Linked DNA regions of Mus musculus: region 1 is linked to region 2. A link is a contact called in public HiChIP or PLAC-seq data. All regions are on one chromosome and are shown on one strand. The core of a region is the stretch at or near the end of the contact, and the rest is flanking DNA. Distances in the headings are between cores, read along the strand shown.

What was found. HiChIP or PLAC-seq counts read pairs in DNA pulled down with a chosen protein or histone mark.
Region 1: a contact with region 2 is called in an HNF4G HiChIP or PLAC-seq map of pancreatic cancer cells. The contact joins two enhancer-like sites. A contact is called at or near these places in 2 of 15 datasets of contacts at CTCF or cohesin (CD8 T cells and the NIH/3T3 cell line), 18 of 484 Hi-C or Micro-C datasets (the MC3T3-E1 cell line, Th1 cells, adipose-derived mesenchymal stem cells and 4 more) and 7 of 115 datasets of contacts at active chromatin or transcription factors (embryonic stem cells and pancreatic cancer cells).

What each region holds. Positions count from the first base shown.
Region 1 is chr17:70,776,263-70,782,547 of GRCm38.p6, forward strand. All of the region lies in intron 8 of Dlgap1 (DLG associated protein 1), which reads left to right. All of the region lies in intron 3 of Gm41609 (predicted gene, 41609), which reads right to left. Among named protein-coding and RNA genes, the nearest start is that of Gm41609, 27 kb to the right of the region's middle. Within about 2 kb of position 3,424, at least 46 of the 459 cell types and tissues checked have an H3K27ac peak or open chromatin away from gene starts, as enhancers often do. A contact at or near this core is called in pancreatic cancer cells, where this site is marked.
Region 2 is chr17:70,705,052-70,711,870 of GRCm38.p6, forward strand. All of the region lies in intron 5 of Dlgap1 (DLG associated protein 1), which reads left to right. All of the region lies in intron 1 of Gm36746 (a long non-coding RNA gene), which reads right to left. Among named protein-coding and RNA genes, the nearest start is that of Gm36746, 9.2 kb to the right of the region's middle. Within about 2 kb of position 2,395, at least 57 of the 459 cell types and tissues checked have an H3K27ac peak or open chromatin away from gene starts, as enhancers often do. A contact at or near this core is called in pancreatic cancer cells, where this site is marked.

The DNA.
Region 1 (6,285 bases), core at 2,174-4,673, 72 kb after region 2:
GGAGCAACCAGACTTTGGGGCCAGGATTTAGCACTAGAATACATAGCAACAGACCAAACCTCAACAGTCAAGATGATGTAATTTACATATTTATTTTATTACTGTTATTTTGAGATAGAGTCTCATTATGTAACCCTGGCTGCCCAGCTCTATAAACCATGCTAATCTTGAATATAGACCATGCTAATCTTGAACTTAAAGCATTCCTTTTGCTCAATTACTTGAATATTGGGATTTCAGATGGACACTACGATGCTTGTTTTCTCTCTCTCTCTCTTTCTCTCTCTCTCTCTCTCTCTCTCTCTCTCTCTCTCTCTCTGTGTGTGTGTATCCTCTGGCACATGAGTAAAACCTGTAGAATTTACAAATCAGGTTACATGCTTCCAACGTATAATGTCCTTAGGAAAGTACAGAAAAGCGGGATGAAATCACAGCAGAACCCAAGAGGACAGACAGAACTAAATCCTAGAGTTCCAGGTCTGAAGCATGCTGATGTGAGGAAAGCCCCAGAAGGCCTGAGCAGCCCCACCTCTGTGGCCTGTTCATTCACAGGCCACATGGCCTCTCTCTGTGACCATGGCTACATTGGGCTTAGAGTACCTGGGTAACTAACTGTACATGGTAAAAAACTCCTTAAGAAATTATCGCCCTGCTGGGCATGGTGGTGCACCCCTTTAATCCCAGCACTTGGGAGACAGAGGCAGGCGGATTTCTGAGTTCGAGGCCAGCCTGGTCTACAGAGTGAGTTCTAGGACAGCCAGGGCTACACAGAGAAACCCTGTCTCGAAAAAAGAAAAAAGAAAAAGAAAAGAAAAGAAATCATGGCCCTGTGCAAACAGGGTATAATAGAGGCCCCCTCTTCGCAAGGGAAAAACTTCACAAATGACTGCTGTCTTAGTTAGGGTTTTACTGCTATGAATAGACACATGACCAAGGCAGCTAACTCTTATAAGGACAACATTTAATTGGGGCTGGCTTACTGCTTCAGAGGATCAAGTCCATGATCATTAAGGTTCTATATCTTTATCTGAAGGCTGCTAGTAGAATACTGGCTTCCAGGCAGCTGGGATGAGGATCTTAAAGTCACACCAAACAGTGACACATACTCCAATAGGGCCACACCTTCTAATAGTACTACTCCCTAGGCCAAGCATCTACAAACCATCACAACTACTTTTCTTTCTACTCTTTTTAAAAGAGATTTATTTATTTATTTATTTATTTATTTATTTTACATATATGGGTACACTGTAGCTGAACAGATGGTTGTGAGCCTTCATGTGGTTGTTGAGAATCAAATTTTTAGGACCTCTGCTTGCTCTCGTCAACCCCGCTATCTCCAGTTGGCGCCACTTGCTCTATCCCTGCTCTGCCCCAAAGATTTATTTATTATTATAAATGAGTACACTGTAGCTGCTGACTTTAGATATACCAGAAGAGGGCATCAGACTCATTACTGGTAGTTGTGAGCCACCATGTGGTTGCTGGGATTTGAACTCAGGACTTTCAGAAGAGCAGTCAGTGCTCTTACCCACTGAGCCATCTTGCTAGCTCTTTTTTTCTACTCTTGAATCTGCCATGAATGAGGTCTAGTAAGTTCCTGAAATGTCCCCCAAAACATCTTTCTTGCTGTCCCAGTGCAAAGCCATGTGGCATCTCTTTAATGACCCTAGACTCTTCAGGAACCATGGACTTTTAGTTTTTGTTGAGACAGGATCTTACTCTCTAGTCCTAAACTTGTGACTAATGAGAGACCTTGAACTTGTGAGAGTCATCCTGCCTCCTAAGTACTGGGATCACAGCATGAGCCTCTGCAGCTACCCCAAAGGGTTAGAGAAAGACAAGATGTAGGCAAGTTCTTTGCCAGAGTATAATATGAATCGCTTCTACTCTGTTTCTCAATGGAATCTTCATTCCCATCTGAAACATCACAACATAATCTTAACTTTACATTTCTGTCAACACTCCGGTCTTCTGAATTTTTACCAGAATTGCCAGTTTGACTCTACTCCTGGTAATCTCTAGGCTGCAAATCCACACTCTTTCAAATTCCTCCTTCACACCAGTTAGTTTCAAAGGTTTAAGAACTGGGGCTGACGAGATGGCTCAGCGGTTAAGAGCACTGACTGCTCTTCTGAAGGTCCTGAGTTCAAATCCCAGCAACCACATGGTGGCTCACAACCCCATAATGAGATCTGATGCCCTCTTCTGGTGTGTCTGAAGACAGCTACAGTGTACTTATATATAACAATAAATAAATCTTTAAAAAAAAAAAGGTTTAAGAACTACATGGTAAAAAAACACAAAAAACAAAAAACTACATGGTTAGATTTTAGTCATAGCAGTAACCCCACGTCTGAAACCAATTTTCTTTCTTTTTTTTTAAAGATTTGTTTATTATATGTAAGTACACTGTAGCTGTCTTTAGACACACCAGAAGAGGAAGTCATATCTTGTTATGGATGGTTGTGAGCCATCATGTGGTTGCTGGGATTTGAACTCAGGACCTTCGGAAGAGCAGTCAGTGCTCTTAACCACTGAGCCATCTCTCTAGCCCCCCCCTTTTTTAAAGATTTGTTTATTTATTATATGTAAGTACATGAAACCAATTTTCTGTATGACTTAAGTCTGCCTGCTTATTTATGTTGCTTTGATCAAAATATCTCAGAGATTGGCTTCAAGTAGCAAAGATTTGTTTTATGGTTTCAGGAGAATCAGTTCATGGCTGCTTGGTCCCATGTGCTTGGGCAGAGCATCACTGGACTGGAAACACGTGATACAGTTCTTCACCTGAGGCCGACAAGAATCAGAGGAATAAGGAATAGCAATTACCTTCAGTAGCCCCAGTGACCAAGCTCCCCAGCCACGGCCCTGCTTCCCAGAGTTTTTCTCACTGCACAAGTACTTCCTCCAGTACTTGTGCTAGTCAGACCATGAGCCTTGTTTCACAGTGAATGCTGTGTGAATTCAGACCTGTGAGCACTCAACGGAAAAGAAAGTCAGAATCTTTTCCTATATGTTTGTGGAAAGAGAATTGACACAGAGACACTTTGACTTACAAAACAAACAAACAAACAAAAAACTCCCCTGCTCTGTTTCACTTGCCACTTAGAGAGCCCCTGCCCCTTCTCCTACTGCAGCCCTCCCATTGTGCTTGGTACTTAGACCGTAAGAGTTTGCTGACTATAAACAAACATACAAAAAGATATCTTGGCATTAAAAACTTACAGGAATCAGTTGGTTCTCTGCACTGTATGGTTCCCAGGGATCCAACTTAGGTCATCAAGTGAGCCACCTCACCAGCCCCAAGTCCCTATTTTTCAGAATAAAAGAAAGAGCTCACAGCAGGCTCATGACTGGGCCGAACAAGCTCTAGAGAAGCCACACCACCGTTCTCTTTGACCACAATGACAGCCACTATAAGAGATTCCTCCTTTGATCACAAGTGACTTCATATTTACACAGGTGTAAATATTTGAGCGCTTAGTGATCTCAGCTAAACGAGATACTAAAACAAAAAGTAAAAAGCAAGAGAGGGGCCTGAGAAACAGAGGCCCGAGAAACAGCCACTTTAAGTCTAAGGCTACAATCCCTGCTTTGCCCTCCTAGAAATTCTGGGTTCAACACACTCCATACCATCTCCTTAAACAACCAAACAACCAGCACCCACCCTTCTCGGTTCTCTTTCCTTTGCTTAACAATGATGTAACCTAATCAGATCGTTCCTAGCACCTGAGTTTTAAAGGCGCGCCCTTCACAGGTTTCAAATTTCAAAAGCCTGAAGTCCAGCCTAAATCCAAGCTGACCTCAAATGTATGGCCCTTAATTCTACAGAGAGCCCCCCCCGCCCCCCGCCCACCCCTTCCTTTTCCTTTTCCCCTCCTCTCTGCCTCTCTTCCTTTCTTCTCTCCCTTCTATTTTCTCTCTTTCCATTTCTTCCTCTTTGCATGTATATTTTGTTTTTTAAAGATCATTTAGTTCTCAGAAAGCAAAGAGACTATGACTTTCACTTAAGCAAAGCTGTGCTAAAATATGTCAGTGAGACTGAAGTACTAGCTCAGCAGTTAAGACCATGAGCTCCTGTAGAGGGCCTAGGTTGGTCTCTTGCACCCACTCTTCACTTGGAAGCTCTGACTGGAAAGAGTACATTTTTCAGGGAGGCTTGACCTCAGTCTCCTGCCCCTTTCTTTTGTACTTTACTTTGTATAATGAGTTATGTTGGGTCTTTATCAGAAATGCTGCCAGCTCACAAATCACCAAGACTGCTGTGGCAGAGGGGAATACATTTTCAGATCCCACAAGAACCTTGACAGGAGCTTGGTGCAAAAGCCCCTAAGAAGAAAGAACGGCCTAAGAGTCACATTCTCAACTTAGTCGCCAGACTTAGTTCTGAAAGACAAGTGCTATGGAAGCAAAGGACTAAAGAGGATGACCAGAAACTGGGGGGGGGGGGGGGGGCGGGCGGACGACCTCTGCCCTGGTATGACTGAATTTGCCTCCCTAAAATGTCCACTTGGCTTGAACGTCACTGGACCGCCAGGCAGGTCCAGACAGCAAACAAATGTCAGCATAGAAAGGTAGCGCTGTAGGTGAGCACTTACCTAGTTCCTGCTTAGGCCTGGATTCAAACTCTCCAGCCTTCACACACACACCACACCACACCACACCACACCACACTGAAGATGGCGATGCTTAGCTGTTGCTCCTTTGTGTCGCCCCCCACCCCCTTTCTGCGCAAGAACCTGTAAGAGCATTTGAAAACTGTTACACATAGAAACATTGTGGCAACACTGTAGAAAGTCTTTTCATCAGAAACACCCACTTGTTTCACAGGCACAAGGGCCCCATCCCTGCCTGCTAGTCAGCAGCTTGTCACTCAGTCTTCAGAACACACAGGGCATTGTCCTCTGCACTGGTTAATCCAGTCTCTCTTCGCTGGCTTTCTGCATCCTAGGCCTTGTTCAGAAGTGTAATCATTACACACTGGGCCTGCAGGGCGTGCAGGGAGAGCATCAAGACTGGGAAGTGGGGGGGGGGGGGTTTGCAAGCTATGAGATCAGGCTCAGCTTTCAGGATTACCCCCTTCACAGAGTTTAATCTTGGTGACCCCTTTCCTGTGTCCCTATCAGCAATTTAAAACAATCACAACTTGATCACGCCCTCTGCCCACAAGGGACTCTGCACTTGAAAGAGACAGGGCAGTTTTGTGGTGCAGAACAGCCTTTGAAAGTTCTGAGTGTAAGTAAGAAAGCCTTTGCTTATGGGACTGAAGGGGTAGGAAGTACAGCTTGTGCGTGTCGTCGTCGTCGTCCCCCCCCTGCAGTTCAAAGGCGCCGCCTTTAATCCCCAACAGTTTTCATTTTGCTTAACTTTTATTTCTTTATGGGTGGCTAAACTGCAAACGTCTATTAATCTAGTGCCAAGTAATTTTTCTTAAGAAGGTGGATCCATTACCGGATCCACAGCCGGGAGGGAGATGGCTCTCAAGAATGCTGGTAGGACAGTTTTCTGTGGCTGAAACAGAGAGGAAAGTGGGCCACTCTTCTCTCTATGGAGCAGATTCCTTCCCTGGCGAGTGTGCTCTGCTGGAACACAAGCGGACTAGTATATTTGGAAATTCAATCCCCTGGCAATCAGAGATCTTTGGGGAGAGAAGACTAAATATTTCTGCAGTTGTGATTTTTTTGTGTGTTAGTAGAACAGCCAAAATGTCAGCCGTGGTGATGTGAACACTGTCCAAGTCACACACGGGCAGCTGAAGAGAAAGCTTAACGTCAGGAAGGGGCATTTAGCATTTAGGGACAAAGTTGAAGGAACAGAGAAACAGCCAAGAAGTGAGTGGGACATTTTACTAGAATTTTCCTGCCTCTCTTGTTAAACCAAAGAGACTTCTGAACATGACTTTCAAACTTGCATACCACACACATGACTTTCAAACTTGCACAACTTACCCCACTCCCCCCCCCCCACACACACACACACTGGCTCATTGGAGAATTAACAACTCACATAAGTAACAAGAGCTGATCATATCAACAGCTTTTGATGTGTGTGTGTGTGTGTGTGTTTGTGTGTTGAGAAAGTTTCTCACCATGTAGTCCTGACTGTTCTGGAGCTCTCTATGAAGAGCAGGCTGGCCTTGAACTCACAGAGATCCACCTGCCTCTGTCCCCCAAGCACTGGGCTAGATGTAGTCAGTGGTGAGACAGACTAATGTGAATGGCCTGGATGGTGATATGTATGACTATCTTTATGTTGTTGTTGTTGTTGTTGTTGTTATGTGTG
Region 2 (6,819 bases), core at 1,145-3,644:
ATGCTTATGCAATATTATCACATGTCCTGTGCTTGCTCCTTCAAAGGAGCCAGTGATAGATCCTTTATCTGTGTTCTTAGTGGCCCAGCTATGGCCTGAGATGGAGCTGTGACCTGGAGAGGGGGAAGAGCAGAGCCTCCCAGGCCCAGCACACACTCAAAATGTAGTAATCTGTACCAGTGAAGGACTTCCTTGACTGGCCTCAAGGATGGCACTACCATTGGAGAAGTCTTACCATCTGAGCCATGGCTCCACCTTTGGAAATGTTGCTGTTGTTGTTACTGTGCTCGTGTGTGTGTGCGTGTGTGTGTGTGTGCGTGTGTGGTGTGTGCGTGTGTGGTGTGTGTGTGCATGCACATGCATGTGTGTGTGTGTGGTGTGTGTGTGCGCGTGTGTGTGTGTGTGTGTGTGTATGTGTGTGGGGTGTGCGTGCGTGTGTGTGTGTGTGTGTATGTGTGTGTGTGTGGTGTGTGTGTGCATGCACATGCGTGTGTGTGTGTGGTGTGTGTGTGTGGTGTGTGTGTGCATGCACATGTGTGTGTGTGTGTGTGAATGTGTGTGTGCACTCAAGCACTTATACCACAGCACGCATGTGGAGGTCAAAGGACAACAGTTCTCTCCACTGTTGATCCTGGGACTCAAAACCCTCAGGTTCGGCAGCACACGCCTTTGCCTGTCGGGTCATCTGCATCCGAGGATTTAACAATACCTTATAGAATGGATTGAGCCTTGACCTTCAACAATTCGGGTTTGTTTTGTTTTTCCACGCTGAGGATGGGACCCAGGGCTTTGCACATAGCAGGGAAGAACTCTAGCACTCACCTACAACCCCAACCCAATTCTGAATATCTTTAACCTCTGCTGGTAGAAAATCCATATGGTTCTCTTCACTAGTCAATGCCTGTGGAGTATGAAGCCTTTACGAGGCCCCGGGATGCATCTACCCCTAGCATCCACCTCATTTTGACAGCTGAGGAAAAAGACACAAAAAGATCAAGTGATTTTTTTTTTCCCAAAGTCACAAGGATAGCAGACAATATTGGTACCTGTTGGCTCAGTATGACTCTAAAATGTAAACCCTTGACAGTCAGGAGTCGTGCCTTCTGCCATGATGCTGTTTAATAAATCAATGTGTAATATGAGCAGGGAGGGCACAGTGACCAGATGTCTGTGATCCCGGGACATGAACAGCAGATGCAGAGGATCAGGAGTTCAGGGTCAGCCTTGGTTAGACCTGGAGGCCAGGCTAGGCTACCTGAGAGCCTGTTGTTGTTAAAAAAGAAAAAAATCTAAAAGCAAGCATAGCTGTGTTCAGAACAAAATACTGACTGGGAGAAGGTTCTGTCAGTAAGATGCTGACCTCAAATTCAATTCCCAGAACCCATGTAAATATCAGGCTACAAGGGAAGGTGCCAGGAGACACCCCACACACACAAACGTGCATTCACACACCTGTGTGTACACACACATACACACACACACACACACACACACACACACACACACACACACACATGAACACACTTCTCTTTCCCACCCAGAAGTTGACTTCTTGCCTTGGGTAGGGTTGCTGTATTGATCAAGCCCTGATGCTTTCGCCCCGTGTGGACGGTACGCAACTGTTTATTACTGGACACGTTTTTACTGAACAGAAGCCTCATCCCAGCGGCTGCAGATGCAGTTCAGGAATATTCCATGCCCTTGCCTTCCCATACAGTCGGAGAAGCTTGACAGCAGAGAGGCATCCAACACCTATCACGAAGCAATCGCTGAAGAGAAGTCAGGAAAGGTTTTCTAGCCCGGGCCACTTTTGAGTTGACTGAAAAGAAGCAGGGTGCAGTAACCACACGACCACCAATATTAAAAACCAGCAGATTCAAATCTGACTTATTTCTTTTCGAAGCTTCTGGAACATTCAGAAGGCCAGGCACAGAGTGGGGAAGGAGGAACTTTAATTCCGAAGTTCCCTCCCAGGTCTGGCTTAGGGTTTAAAACTGCCTTTCAATCCTGTACTGCCAAACTTCTCCATGTGCGGAAAACTGGAAGCTCCGCCTTTCATGGATGTGATTGACGGCTCTGGCTTCCTGGGCAAAGACGTAGTAACAGCACATGGACGCCAGGGGGCAATACGGTCCCGCCGAGGACTTGGGAACCTGAAGCATTTGTGACATCTCTGTACCTAAAAGGAATCCTTTAGAGTACCACGAAGGAACAAGAGCACTCTAAATGCACTTTCACCGGAATAGCCCGTCGGCACCGGTGCTGAGCTGCCATCTCTGCATAGTTTGTTGACTTTGCTTAATGCAGCTGCCGGATCTTTTCTGCCCTCTTGCCTAGTAAGTCCTTGAGCCCCAGCCAGCCCCAGCCAGGTCGTTCAAGGTGCTACCCGAGATCAGGTCCTCTGCCTGCATACAGAGTCAGCTTCCATGCCCCTGCGGCCCAGCCACTGCAGCGTTTCAGGTCATTCCAGTCCCAGGCATCATTTTGTTTCCAGTTCGCAGCTGCCAGGTGTCTGCCCTCACTTAACCCGCAAGGATGAAAGATCAAAGGTGTGCCTGCATCTGCCTTCTGTCCCTGCGCTTTCAAATGGTACACATTCAAAAGATATAAATGCGGTATTGTGCACCCTGGAGGGAGTGGTGGGGCAAGGATCAGAGGTGGCACCGGGCACCGGTTCAGAACACGTGGCTATTAGAAAATGAGGAGAGCAATCTCTGCAGCTCCGAAGCTCTGACCTGGTGAAGCGTGTTCAACTTAAAAGACAAAGACTTTTTTTTGCGAGTGGATGGACTCCCCCTATCTCCAACTACAGACATCGGGTCCACAGAACCAGGTGGCGAGTGTGACTCAGTGGTAGACCGCCTGCCTATGGGAACTGAGCAAGCAGGAAAAATAAATGAATCTCACGGTGTTAAAGCATCCACAAGGCTAGCCCAGTGTGCTCGTGCCTGTTGGAGACAGACACTAGCAGATCTGAGTTCCTGGCCAGTCAGGACTACTTAGTGAAACCTTGCCTTTGAAAAAGAAAGAAAGGGGGAGAGGAAAGAAACAGAAGGAGGGAGGGAAGGAGGGAGGGAGGGAGGGAGGGAGGGAGGGAGGGAGGGAGGGAGGGAGGACCCACAAAGCTTGGTTAACGCTTGGAATATTGGAAAGCGGGATGCTATGAATCTGGACCCCAAGTCCCTTGGGCAATCTTTAGCCCCTTAACAGTCATTCATTGCCCACCCATGTTTGACCTTGTAACACCCTTGTGACTATTCAGGTAAATCCTTCTGGAATGTTCTAACAGGCTACACGCTTCCTCCAACCCAGAGGCTAAGAATGCCATCAGATTGCACCTAAGATCGGAGTTATCCCCCTCAGCAGTCATACCTAATAGTCTCACCAATATATTTTTTAAATGTCTTGATTTATGACTTTGTTCTGTAACTATAAAAACTTCATCAAGCTGGGCAGTGGTAGCACATGCCTTTAACCCCAGCACTTGGGAGGCAGAGGCAGGTGGATTTCTGAGTTTGAGGCCAGCCTGGTCTACAGAGTGAGTTCCAGGACAGCCAGGGCTACACAGAGAAACCCTATCTCGAAAAATAAGAAAAAAAACAAAAACAACTTCATCAAACTGTTAGCACATTGGAGAGAGGCATCTACCATGGCCATTCATAGCTGGCTCCAGAATAAACTCTCATTCCCTTTGAGGTGAGAGCTGTGTTTTTGTGTCAAGGCTCTGGATTCCACGCCCTACACAGTTGTGTGTGTGTGTGTGTGTGTGTGTGTGTGTGTGTACAGATGTATTTGTACAAGTGTGTCTGTGTGTATGCACATGTGTTTGTGTATGTGTACTGATGTGTGTGTGTGCCTGTGTGTATATATGCATGTGTGTGTTTGTGTGTGTGGATGGATATGTATATTTGTATGTGTGGATGGATGTATATGTACATGTGTGTATGAATGTTGTGTACGTGTGTGCGTATATGTGTATGGATGTGTGTATACGTGTGTGTACAAATGTGTATATGTGTGTATGGATGCATCTGTGTGTATGTGTGTGTGTACAGGTGTGGGTGTGTGTACAGGTTCTGTGTGTGTGTGTATGTGTGTGGTATAGAGGAGTGAGAGGTATAAAGGAAGACACTTTGAAATTATAGAATGGAAGTTATAAAGACATCGATGAAGACATTTGCTTATGTAACTAATAGAAACAGTGACAAGAGATGCAGGAAAACTGTAGAGAGCCACTTTCCAAGGGAGCCACATTTCCCGTACCTATGGGAACAATAAGTCGAGGTGCATCCCCAAGAGGAAGTGAACAAAACTCTGAGCACAGTTACTGTGGGAAGTGGCAGCTTTGCCCGGCCCTGAGATTGCAGCTTCCTTCTGCTGTAGATGTGGGGTGAAAAATAGCTCCTGACCCAGCAAAAAACAGGTTATAACTTCAACTTAGAAGTGCTTCAGTCTGACCACCACTAACTTCTCAGGACTCCCAAGAAAGCCCCCTGTCCCTATTTCCCCTAAAACCATAAATGAGAGATAGCACAAATTGCACCTGACCCTTGCAACCCCGAACCCACACATTCCCAGGGGCTTCTCATGGCCTCTTTTCCTGGGCTTCCTGAGTTTTCGGGGGTGACCAGCTGCGCCCACAGACCATAGCTGAGCGATTAATAAGTCACACATACTTGCCCACTTCCTGTGGCTGGGAATCCAGGTTTGCACAGCACATGAGCAAAAAGAATAGTGGTGAGTTATTAAGGCTGTGTCGAGGAGGGAGTCCTTATCAACAGCATCAGACAATCAATTCATCTGCTTGACAAATATTTATCCAGCACTTGCTGAAGCCAGGAATCCCACTGTGATCAAAGGGAGCCTCTGTTCTCATGGGGTTTACATTCTAGAGGTGAGTAGTGGCATGGCTCAAATCATCAAAGATGACTGTGCTCCCGGAAGAGAACTTGGGACCGATAGGAGAATCGCTGCAAGGAGGGAGCAAAGAGAGAGGCTCGGGGAAGCTTCTGGAGAAAACCCTCATGCACTAAGCAGGCAACGATGGATAAATGGAGAAGAAGCTCCAGCTAGCTAGCTTTCAGGGACACAAAAGAATGGCGTGGCCAGGCTGTGGGGACAATCTCAGGTGAGACCAGTCAGGTCTAACTTGCTTAGCTGTTGCCATGAAATGTGTCACCCTGCAATGCATAGAGGCTCGTAAATAGACTTTTTTTTAAAAAATCAGATTCTGCATTTTAATCAGAAATGATTACAGTCATTTCTAGTTGGATCAGAAATGTCCCCAGCATCTCATGCGTGAGGGCTTCGTCATCAACCTGTGGCTGTACTAGAAGATAATGGAACGATGGAAAGTTAGTAGGGACGTGTTCCTGAAGGAGATCCTGGCACTCCATCCCCAGAACTCTTTGTTCTCTCTGTCTGTCTCTCTGCCTCCTCTCTCCTTCCCTCCTTCCACCACCACCCTTTTTTTTTAGCTTCTTTAAGGTGAGCAATCCTCAACCATTGTGCCCCACCCTGCCACCATGATACAACACGCCACCACAGACCCACCTTTCCTTTCATAGCATCCACTACCTCCCCGCAGTCTATTCAATTATGAATCTATCAGTGGCTCGAGACACTTATTGATTAGCCAAATATCCTTCTGACTCAATCACTCTTGACATCCCAGCCCTCTGCATTGCCTTGAGGACTAAGCTTTCCACGCAAGTGCCTTTGGAGGGCATGCCTGTCCATATCAGAACAAACACTTCCATTCTAGACGAGGCACCATAGTGATCAGTGGCCAGCGGCTGTTCTGAAACCCACAGGCTTCCCATTCCTCAGCTGAGGAGCCCAGGCCTGGTCCCTTAGGGACAATTTTTTCACCACTCTTGGGTCTACTCATCAGAATTTTGTCACATGTTCTGAGTTGTCCATTTTCCATCAACTTCTCAGCCCATTTTATGACTGTGCCCATTGAACTTGCCCTGAACCTTGTCCATCCAAAGGTGTGGCCCCTGGTTCTGTTCATCTTTGTGGCCTACCACTGGGTCTTACTGGACATCTCTCTGCTAAACAAGATATGTCTACAGTTCTCTTCAAAGTGGAGCTGGGGATCAGAACCTTTGGAATTCCTCAAAGTCTTTTTTTTTTTTAATCGATTTTAGGAACACCAGAGGACACATGGTTAAATGTTTCTGATGTAATAAAAATTTTTCTTTTTTTTTATTAGATATTTTCTTCATTTACATTTCAAATGCTATCCCAAAAGTTCCCTATACCCTCCTCCCACCCTGCTCCCCTCCCCACCCACTCCCATTTCTTGGCCTTGGCATTCCCCTGTACTGGGGCATATAAAGTTTGCAAGATCAAGGGGCCTCTCTTTCCAATGATGGCCAACTAGGCCATCTTCTGCTACATATGCAGCTGGAGACATGAGCTCTGGGGGTACTGGTTAGTTCATATTGTTGTTCCACCTATAGGTTTGCAGACCCTTTCAGCTCCTTGGGTACTTTCTCTAGCTCCTCCATTGGGGGCCCTGTGTTCCATCCAATAGCTGACTGTGAGCATCCACTTCTGTATTTGCCAGGAAAGAGACAGCTATATCAGGGTCCTTTCAGCAAAATCTTGCTGGCATAGTAATAACTTTTTAAAGGATCATAATAGCCATCTCTTAAAATGTAATAGTTAATTTTTTATATTTTTATTTTGGCATTTTGGCTTAGCAAGTCCTGGCTCTTTGTATTTCCTCTAAATGATTTTTTAAATATAGGTTTTGGTTGGTTTGTTTGTTTGTTTGTTTGTTTGTTTAAACTCTTCTTTATCGGCCTGGAA